Regions from separate parts of the Mus musculus genome. Here region 1 is linked to region 2. A link is a contact called in public promoter capture Hi-C data. All regions are on one chromosome and are shown on one strand. Each heading gives the region's core, a stretch centred on a gene start, on an enhancer-like site or on the middle of the called end of the contact. The rest is flanking DNA. Distances are from core to core; before and after follow the strand shown.

What was found. Promoter capture Hi-C pulls out the DNA fragments that hold promoters and counts their contacts.
Region 1: a promoter capture Hi-C map of liver shows a contact between it and region 2, with 10 times the contacts expected there. The contact joins the promoter of Rxra here to the enhancer-like site in region 2. A contact is called at or near these places in 4 of 39 promoter capture datasets (3T3-L1-derived adipocytes, embryonic stem cells and liver), 13 of 484 Hi-C or Micro-C datasets (3T3-L1-derived adipocytes, the HPC-7 cell line, epidermal suprabasal cells and 3 more), 8 of 115 datasets of contacts at active chromatin or transcription factors (the SCID.adh cell line, bone marrow-derived macrophages, embryonic stem cells and 4 more) and 2 of 9 other capture datasets (adipose tissue and pancreatic islet).

Annotation. Positions count from the first base shown.
Region 1 is chr2:27,674,078-27,679,050 of GRCm38.p6, forward strand. Rxra (retinoid X receptor alpha) reads left to right here and starts at 3,124. Exons shown (of 10, transcript NM_011305.3): 1 at 3,124-3,383. The coding sequence starts at 3,356.
Region 2 is chr2:27,624,787-27,629,772 of GRCm38.p6, forward strand. No RefSeq gene overlaps it. Among named protein-coding and RNA genes, the nearest start is that of Gm39776, 50 kb to the left of the region's middle. Within about 2 kb of position 2,000, at least 17 of the 459 cell types and tissues checked have an H3K27ac peak or open chromatin away from gene starts, as enhancers often do. A contact at or near this core is called in liver and pancreatic islet, where this site is marked.

The sequences.
Region 1 (4,973 bases), core at 1,874-4,373, 50 kb after region 2:
GGGACAGCCCCTGCCTTGGGCAGTTTTGTGTGGGTTCAGTTGCACCAAAGAGCCCAAGATGAGGGGAAGATGGAATATAGTGGGTGCAGAAATAACAAGAAGCCTGGTCATGTTCCCACTCCAGAACTGGGGGGTTTGAAGTAGGGCCCTCCCTCCAGCACCCTACCTGCCCTTTCCTGGGCACCTGTGTCCCTGTCCTGTATTAGGGACAAGGCTCAGAGGTGCTCAGGACTGTGGATGCTGAGGCTAGATATGAGACTGATCTGGATCAGCAGGGTCTGGACCGCTGTGTTTGCCACTGTCCACTTATATCCTGCAGAGGCCGGGCTTCTTAGAAGCAGGTACTACCTCTGGAAACTGCCACTGTCTTTGTCCCCAGCTAAAGTCCCCACATGGAAACCTGCCTGCCTAGGCCTCTCTGTCTCCCAGCACTTACAGCTTCCCACAGCAAGGGGTGAGGTGAGGGTGGGGGTGGGGCTCGGATGGGGAGGGTGTTCATACCAGCAAATCAGGCTGTCCACCATCTGAGGTGACCTCAAATGCCATTGCCAGCTTTGGGGATGGCCAGGCGGCTTAATGCTTCTTCCCACCCCCAGGTCACTTCATGCCAGTCCTTCTACCTGGGTGTGTCATCCTGACTCAAAGGGACAAACATGTCCTTTCTTCATGGCACAGCTCAAGGACCAGCCATGAGGAAGTCACCAGAGTCCATGGCTGCCTGGGCCTTGCCTCCCTGTCCCTGTTGATGGTGCTTTAGCTCGGCCTGCACTGCTTTATCCTGATCCAAGGCTTCTGCAGTCATAATTAGCCACTCTTGCCTATGAGTCTTCCCTATCTTGTGACAAAATATCTACTTTCTGGCAAGCCTCATCCTGGCTGAACAGTCTCTATATTGCCTGGTTAGTCATTTCAAAGACCCAGTATGGAGGATGGGATTGTCTGCACTTTCCAGGTCAGGGAACTGAGGGCAAGAGCAGAGTGGCCTGGCTTGGCCACCAAAGAGTTGCAAGGCAGAGCTGGGGTGTGCCCTTGCCCTGCCCATCTTAACCACACCTTCTGTGAGAACCCAGGGTCAAGTCTTCAATAGAGCCTGCTGATATTTGTTGGTAGAACGAATGGCCCACAATACTGGGGGACAGAGATCATTGAAGTTTCTCTATCCACCCCCACAGACCTTTCCTGATCCTTTCTGTTCTGAAACTTAGCGTGAGCAGGCTGTCTGCAGCCCAGATTTCACTGGCCAGGGTAGAAAGTTGGTACTTTATTGTTGGTCACCACGTGTTGCCCTGGCGAGGATGGCCCAGGAGTTTGAAGAACAGGTCTTAGCTCTCTACTGTGATAACACGTCCCTAAGGTAAAGCTTATAGTCTCTTTCTGCTCTCTGGCCTTGCTGTTGACACAGGGAGTTAGTTCTACCCCCTCACAGCCTGCCATAAGAGTCTCAAAATGGCCCTGTCAAGGAAGGAATCTGGGGGTTTTCTCCCTGGCCAGTGGGTCCAATGGAGCTGTGCTACCTGATGCAGGCACTACCAGAAGCACCCCAAGTTGTGTGCCACACTAAGGGAACTCCCAGGTGATGACCTGGGAAAGGAGGCCTGGTTTGTAGTGCAACCCAAGGCATTAGCAACCCCATTTTGTTTCCCAGCCCACATAGGAGGACCAGACATGGCCTTTCTCTAAGACAGGTCTATAGCTTTTCTGGTAGGCTGCTAAAAGACATCTTTAAGATAGAGTCCCACAACTATTGCTTTTTTTGTTGTTTTTGTTTTTTGTTTTTTTTCTGAGACAGGGTTTCTCTGTATAGCCCTGGCTGTCCTGGAACTCACTTTGTAGACCAGCTGACCTCAAACTCAGAAATCCGCCTGCCTCTGCCTCCCGAGTGCTGATATTAAAGGCGTGTGCCACCAAGTTCGGCCAACTATTGCTTTTTACAGAGAAAAAGTGCAGTCCTGGAGGACGGTGGTAGTGGGCCCACGCAGAGCTTTCTTTTTTGTCTTGAGGGGAGGTGTTCTCTTTGGGCAGCACCTACTCTGTGCAGCCTGTGGACTTTGGTAAACCCCTCTGCCAGGGCCTCCACGCTGGATTTTGGTCTGGCAGGCACCAGCTGGGAGTGGAGGGAGGCGGGACTGCCGGTTGCCTGGCTTGGCGCAGGGGGAACTCTGCGCTTAGGGAGGCTGGCTTGGCTCCGCTCAGGTAGCTCACACCCAAATCCGAATTCCAGCTGCCCAAGTCGGCGGGCGGGTTGCGGAGGAGGCCCAGGCTCTCCCTGGGTAGGAGTGCTTCCTTTCGTTTTTAAACAAACAAATCATGAATTTAAGTCAGGGCAGAGAGCTAACCAAGGTATAAAAATAGCCTGGGGCCACGGGTGATGTCCGAAGCCGGCAGTAGCGCCCTTCAAGCCCCGCGCCTCTGAGGAGGGTGAGAGCCGTCGTGTTAACGTGGGTACCCCGAGCAGCACCCCAGCCCCCCTCTGCCTGTCTGGCCTGCGGTCAGACACCAGGGTCCTTTTTGGGCCTCTCGCGTGTTAGGTGAAGGGGACTGGGACGTCCAAAGGGCAGCATCTCCCTGCCCAGCTGCTTGCCTCTGGCTCACGGCCCTTCACCGGCCTCAGTTTCCCCATGTGTCCACCGGGATGCGCAGGGCCTCGGCTCTTCTGCAGGGAGCCTTGCAGGACCAGGGTCCTCGCGCGGCCACGGCCGGCCTCTTTGTGTGTCCGCGCAGACAATGGCCCGGCCGCGGGGCTCTCCTCCCGGCCCGGCTCTCCTCCTCCTCCTCCACCACCACCGCGGGCCGCCGGGTTTTTGGGCAGCCGGGAAGGGAAGGCTGCTTTACCCCACCGCCCCGCCCTCCTCCCACGCCGCCGCCCCACGGCTCCTGGGAACCCTTGGCAGATGCAAACTTGCAAGTTTGCAGGGCGCTCACAACTCGGGGCCGGGCTGCGAGCGCGGGGTGGCCGTGGTGGTGGCGGCGGCGGCGGCAGCGGCGGGCGGGGCGCGCACCGGTTGCGGGCGGGGCGAGTGGCGGCGACGGCGCTGCGCCGAGTCCGCGCCCGTCGCGGGCCCCCCGCCGCTCCCCCCCCACCCCCCCGCCCCGCTGCAGGCCGGGCCGGAGCGGGTCGCGGGCGCGCGGCGGAGGCGCGGGCGGCGGGTGCGCGCGCGGGGCGCGCGCAGGCACAAGTAGTTTACATTGTTGGGCGACTTTTGCAACAACTCGCCGCGCCGCGGCCTCCGCGCGCCGCCGCCGCCGCTGCCGCCGCCGGCTCCCCGCCGCCCGGGCCCCGGGCGGGCCGCGCCGGGGGCCGCCGCGCTGCCGCCCTGCTGCTCCGCCGCCGGCTGGGCATGAGTTAGTCGCAGACATGGACACCAAACATTTCCTGCCGCTCGGTGAGTGCTGGCCGCGGCGGCGCGGGCGAGGGAGGGGGCCGGGGCTGGCGGGGCGGGGGCGCGTGCGCAGCGCGCGCTGGGGGTCCGGCCGGGCCCATTGGCCCCGAGCCGTGGCGGTACCGAGAGTTAGCGCGCCGGGCCCGGGGAGGCGAGTGGGCACAGGGCAACTTTTCCCGGGCCCAGGCGCGCGGCGGGAGAGGGCGAGGACGCCGGGCCTCTGACTTGCCGAGGAGCGGGAGTGGGCGGCGGGCTGGCGCGAGCGCAGGTTCGCTCGGGACGTGGAGAGGGACCCTCACGCTGCGCCTCGCGCTTCCGCGGACCCCCGGGGCGCCCAGCTCTAGCTATCCGGGAACCGAGCCACGCCGGAGGAGCAACTTCTGAGCTCGCTGGAGGGCTCCGGGCCTCCCTGGCATTGGGATGGGGACGACGCGCTGGGCTCCGGGAGGCCACTGCTCTTCCCGGCTCGTCGGGCTGTGGCTTGGAGAAGGCCGCTGGCCCCTGGCTGTCTCTTTGCCCAGGATAGAGTCTGCGATCTTGCCGTTCCCCGACAGCAGACCAAACCTAGGTGGGCACGGTCACTCTGGGTCTCTGATTAAACCCAGGACTGGGGCCCCACACTCTGGCACCCCTAGTTTTCAGTATTTAGGGGAGACAACCCATCGGCAGAAGGATCATTTTCTTGTCCTGCAACCCTCCCGCCAGCAGCACCCAGCCCCAAACAGCCTGCCAACTCCCGGAGTAGAACCAAGCAGGGTCAGAGCCCCCCACTCATTACTCTCCCTGGGGTTTGGGAGCCAGAGGGAAGCAGGGTAGGGAGACTTATAAATGAGCTCCGGGAAAGATATTAATTTGGTGGTGAGGACAGCAGCCAGGCTGTCAGGCTGGTGAAGAATTTGTGCTGATTGGAAATCAGGACAGCAGATTATGGACGAAGCTCCACGATGATCATTGCCTCTTTGCCTCCCACCCCCTATGAGGTTTGGGATGCATTTTGGCTACCCTGAGGGGTGATCAGAACCCAGCATGGTTGCCAGGACTTTTGGTGATTTGGGGAGGTGGTACCTCCTTAACCTCCAGCCTTCTCACAAACAGGTCTGCTGCAAAGTGACTGGGGTTGTGTTACAAGTGTGTCACAGCTTCAGACTCTCCATCCTTATGAGTAGTGATAGAGACAGTGGGAGCACACCTGAGCTTGGGGGTCTAGCTCCCCGGCTATAAACTCCTGTCCCTGTTGCAGTTGAGAAACTGACTGGGGAAGGCTTCACTTCGAGGCTACAAATGGTGGATTTGGCATTGTAACCCCCTGCCAAAGTCAGCCGACAAGAAAGCTTTGTTACTGTGGCTTGTTGCTGTGGGGCCTGGGGTGGGGTGGGGGTGGGAGGCTCCTGAGACATCTCTTTCTCCTTCATTCAAGCCTTGATGTGCACACAGAGTTGGGTCCTTCAGACAGGAATGCTTTGCTCAGTCTCTGGCCTGGGACACGGCCAGGGCCTGGCACTACTTTGGCTAGGTCTTGAGATGGGAACACCACCCCAGGAGAGACAGAGCCCGTTCTCAAAGTTGACACATACAGAACTGGCAATGACATTG
Region 2 (4,986 bases), core at 750-3,249:
GGTGTCTGGGGCTAGCCTTGGGCTATGTGTAACTCTTTGGCTCTGGGCTCAGTCAGCTCTGTGCTTGCTTTTGATCCACTCTGATCTGGGGCTCAACCTGACTTCTGCTAAGGCTGTCCCCTCCCTGTGTCCCCTTGGCTAGCTACCCATTGGGTCCCTGTTTACTCTGCTGTCCATCTGTCCCTATCTAAGCAAACAGACAGAGGACAGGACAAGGAGAGAGAGAGAGAGAGAGAGAGAGAGAGAGAGAGAGAGAGAGAGAGAGAGACTTGTCTAATGGTGGCCAAAGGTGAAGGGACTCTTACCTCACCTGCCCTATTGATTTATTTACTGTCCCCAAATGTTTACCTGCCTCCCCCTGCCACGCCCAGGCCCAAACCATTAAAGTGGCTGGAGGTGGCAGGAACACTTGGTTCCTGGAACTCTGTGGACTGGAGGTGGAGGTGGGGTGGGGGGCAGGTTGTTCACTCTGGAAATTCTTTTTGTGGAAGTGTGGGGTTAGAGCTTTAGTTCCCAGCAGCAGCTCTGGAGTCTAAGCCCCTCAGAACAAGCCCTGTTGGTCTTTGACTCTAAAAAGACTTCAAGAGCTGACCAGATGGGCCAGATGTGGGTTAACATTAGAGACAGCTACAGGGGGTAGAGCCCTCTCTAGACAGATTTGGGGCAAGTGGGCATGGTTTGCCCAGACTCAGTGAGCTAGGTGGTTCTCTTACTTAAAGAGAACAGAGGAGAGCAGCTCCTGTTGTCAGGGAATTGCCACCACACACAGGACAGAAAACATAAATACCCACTAGGCTTGGTTTCCAGCCCCAAACTTACTTCTCACACATTCAGTTCCCCCTACTACCTTCATTTGCAAATGTAAACAGAAACTGGGCCAGGCTGCAGGTTCAGAGGGGACTCCCTGGGCCTGAGGTAGTTGAAGAGCTCTTGGTCTTCTACCCTATCTTTCTGCTCCTTGAGCTATCTAGTGGATGAGTTAGCTGCTGAGCTGGACAAAGATTTGGAATGAGTTCTGGATCCAGTGAGGTCTGAAGTCTTCCTCAGGAAGTCAACAGCCACAGAGGGAGTGTTAACAGTTAGTGCTGGGAACAGGAGACCCACAGACACCTGGGAAAAGCTTCTAGAGGTGAGGGCAGTCTGTCTAGTGCTGCTCCTTTGAGGTTCAGGATACCCCAAGCCTTGTCTGTACCCCTTGGCTTTCTTTGTCTGGGCAGTTACTGCTTCAGGGATAACCCTCAACAGGGCCCAGGTGGCCTGCCCCACTCCTGGGACAATGTGTTATTTCTGCTGTAGCAGAAGCCTACTTTGGGAAGAGCACTTCCGTTTCCAGCCTTTTCCTATACCAGAAATGCGTTTCCAGGTATTACCCTGGCACCTCATCCTTGTCCAGCCTAAGAAAGACAATTGTGGTTTATTCCCTGGGCACACTGGAGGACAGAAAAGACAGGAAAATTAGTTATGGCCCACTTCTGGATGACTTCAGCAGAGGTGGAGGCAGCTTTGTGAGAGACTAGAAACAATAGTCAGAGAGAACGTTGCTCCTGAGACCTCCACTGTATCCCTGAAGAACCCCCAGTGCATCCTCTGATACCTCCACTACAGCCCCCTGAGATTTCCACTCCATCTCCCTGAGGCTCTTACTGCATCTCCTGAGATTCCCACTGCAGCCTCCAAGGCGCTCCACTGAATCCCCTGAGTCCTCCTGCCTATTGCATCCCTTGGCCCTCCCACTGCATCTCCTGAGGTCCCCAATATATCCCCCTGAGACTTCCACTGAAACCCCTGAGGCCCTCCACTACAGCCCCTAAGGGCCTCTACTGCAGCCCCTCAGACCCCTACAGCATGATATGGTAAACTAAGACCCTTGTTCCTAGCCCTGGCTTGAGGAATTCAAAGGCCAGAGGGAGGTAGTGTTTGGCCTATGCCCTGTGGACTGGGGTTGGCTCCTCTGAACCCTCTTATTTGTGCAGAGTTAATGTCACGTCATTAGCAGTTGGAAGCTCTGCAGGAGGTTAAATATTAAGCAGTATGTGCTGGGAAATGTGTTCTCCTGTGCCAGGACTGATGGTCAAGGCTGTGGCCCTCAGCCTTGGCTAAGGCTTCTCTAGCACATAGGCTTTCTAAGTGATTATCTTGGAAAGACAAGGAACCAGAAGCTCTAACATGTCCAGGAATGGACCAGTCTTGTTGAGCAGGATTGGATGAGCCTTTCAAAGCCTCTGAGTCCTGGAGGTGGAGTGGGAAGCCTCCTCTCATGAGAACACCACTCGTCCATGTGCAGGGACCTGGTAGTCCCAGGTCACCATGAGGCCCAGCAATCATTCACAAGCAGGTACCAGGCCTCACAGTAGATCTACAAAGGCAAGGGAAACAGATAGAGGCCCAAGAGGGCCCTGGCAGCCACCCTGAGAAGAGGCCCTGTCATCACCCCATATTTCCTCTAAAAATATAAAACTTAGACCCAGGGAAGGCTGGTAAGGCCCAACAAGAATCCCCAGATGAGATGATGCTATAGCAATGCATATCCAGGGCACCCCAACAGATGTGCTTGCACACGATTCATGCTGTTTTTCTTTGTCTCCATGTCTGTCCTCAAGGGCAGTAACCAGTGGATGAGTTTGTGAGACTGGTCAAGGTTAAGACATGTGATAGGTGCTGAGTGAATCCTGAAGGGGTATTGGATGACAGAGAATTAAATGGATGGATGGACAGGTAATATCTGGATAGATGGATGGAAGATGGGAGGATGGGTGGGAAGAAGGAAAGGAAATGTGGATGGATAGATGGACAGATAACAGGTGGATAGGTAGGTAGATGGATGGATGGATGGATGGATGGGTGGGTGGCTAATGGTAAGCAGATGGGTAGATGGATGAAAGGGTGGGAGGGAGGTCGTGGATGGGTAGATGAAGAAGTATATGAGTGGCTAGTGGGTTAGATGGATAGACAACAGATGGCTTACTGGCTGGGTGGGTAGATGGATGCACAGATGAATGGATGGTTGAGAGGGAGGGAGGTTGGGTGGTGAATCCATGAGTTTAGCTTAGATCTGATATTTTGTAGGAGCCACTGGGTCTCTCTGAGGGAGGAAATGTCCTACCTGATCTAGAAAATCACCTATCCTCTCACCTTACACAGGGGGTCACGTCTCTGGTGGTGTTGGTGCGGTTGTGATGCTGTGGTCCGCAGTTTCTCCTCACTGGAAAGAGCAGCCATTTCTCAGAGTGCGGTTTTTGAAACCAGGTGTGCAGGAGGACCTGAAGGTGCTCTAAGAATCCTCTCTGAGGAGTTCAATGATAACACATACATGTGCATGCATGCACTCTCACATACACACATGCATACATGCACACACACATGTACCCATGCACCTACACACTTACACACACATGCATATACCCACAAGAAAGAGACACACATATATACACATACACATGAATGCATTCTCACACACACTCATATACACACATGCATGCATGCACACATGTACCCAAGCACATACACAGCTACATACATACATACAAGAGAGAGACACATACACATGCACACACATGTATGCATGCATGTATATACACAAAAGGGAAACACATACACACACATACATACACACCATACACAAACATGTGCACACATATATATACATACACCATACACAAACATGTACACATGCCTACATATACACACACATACACACATACGCACACACACACAAAAAGATACACGAGAGAGAGAGAGAGACATACACACAGAAGCACACACAGATACAGACATACAGATACACAAACACATACACAGAGACACACATACACACAGACACATACATGACACATACATGCACATACACACATATACACATGTGAAAGAGAAATACACATTCACACACATATACACATGCACACACCCAAATGTACACATGAGACATACAGACACATATAAGAGACACACAGAGACATATAAAATACATACACACACATGCATGAATGCACATAAACACATACACATTCACATGAGAATGAGAATGCACACACACATTCACATGAGAGATAGACACACACATGTATGCACACAGATGACATACACATGACACACATACAAACACACACATACATACATGAACATACATGAACATACATACATACATACACACACACCAGACACAGACATATAGGCACACACAAACACATGAGAGACACATACACACACACACATTTACATACACATACATACACAAACAGACACACAGACACAAATGAGAGAGAGAGAGAGAGAACAGCTTGAATTATCCCTCAGGCTCCAGGCTAGAGGGAGCAATTCTCTGGTGTGCCTACCTTCCATATTTAGAGAACAGCACCCAACACCCATGTTTTTGTTGGTAGAACTTTAGAGGCCAAGAGAAGGCAGCCTTCCAGAAGTGGAGAGCCTAGACCATTAGCCCACAGCCTGCAGCCCAGGGAGGAGTATACCAAGCCTGGGCATCAGGCACTTTGTGGAGGCCTGGTAATGTGTTTCTTCCCAGATGTGAGCCACCCTGTCAGTCTCACAGGACATTCCCTCCTTTGTTCCAGGATCTTCCTCTCCCTTGGTGTCCATTCCTCTGGGGCAGATAGCTTTTAAGCTCTCCAACTGACATCAGGCTAGACAAATGCCAGGGGCTTCCCTGCCCTGTGCTATGGCCCCTAGGAAGATATCAGGGGCCCATCTCCTCCTCAGAAGCTGAGATGTACAGCCCCCCTAGGCAGGCTGTGGGATGTCTCATGTTGTGTATGTGTATGCTTGTATATATGGGCATGAGTGCAAAGGTCACATGACATCTTGTAAGAGTCAATTCTCTCCCTCCATCCCATGGTCTCTGGGATGGACTTAACTCAGGTGGTCGGGCTTGGTGGTAAACACTTGTACCCATTCCATGACGCTGGTTCTTATAGTGCACCATATGTACAGCCAGAGGTCAGCCTCAGACAATGTGAATAATGGTTCAGGGAA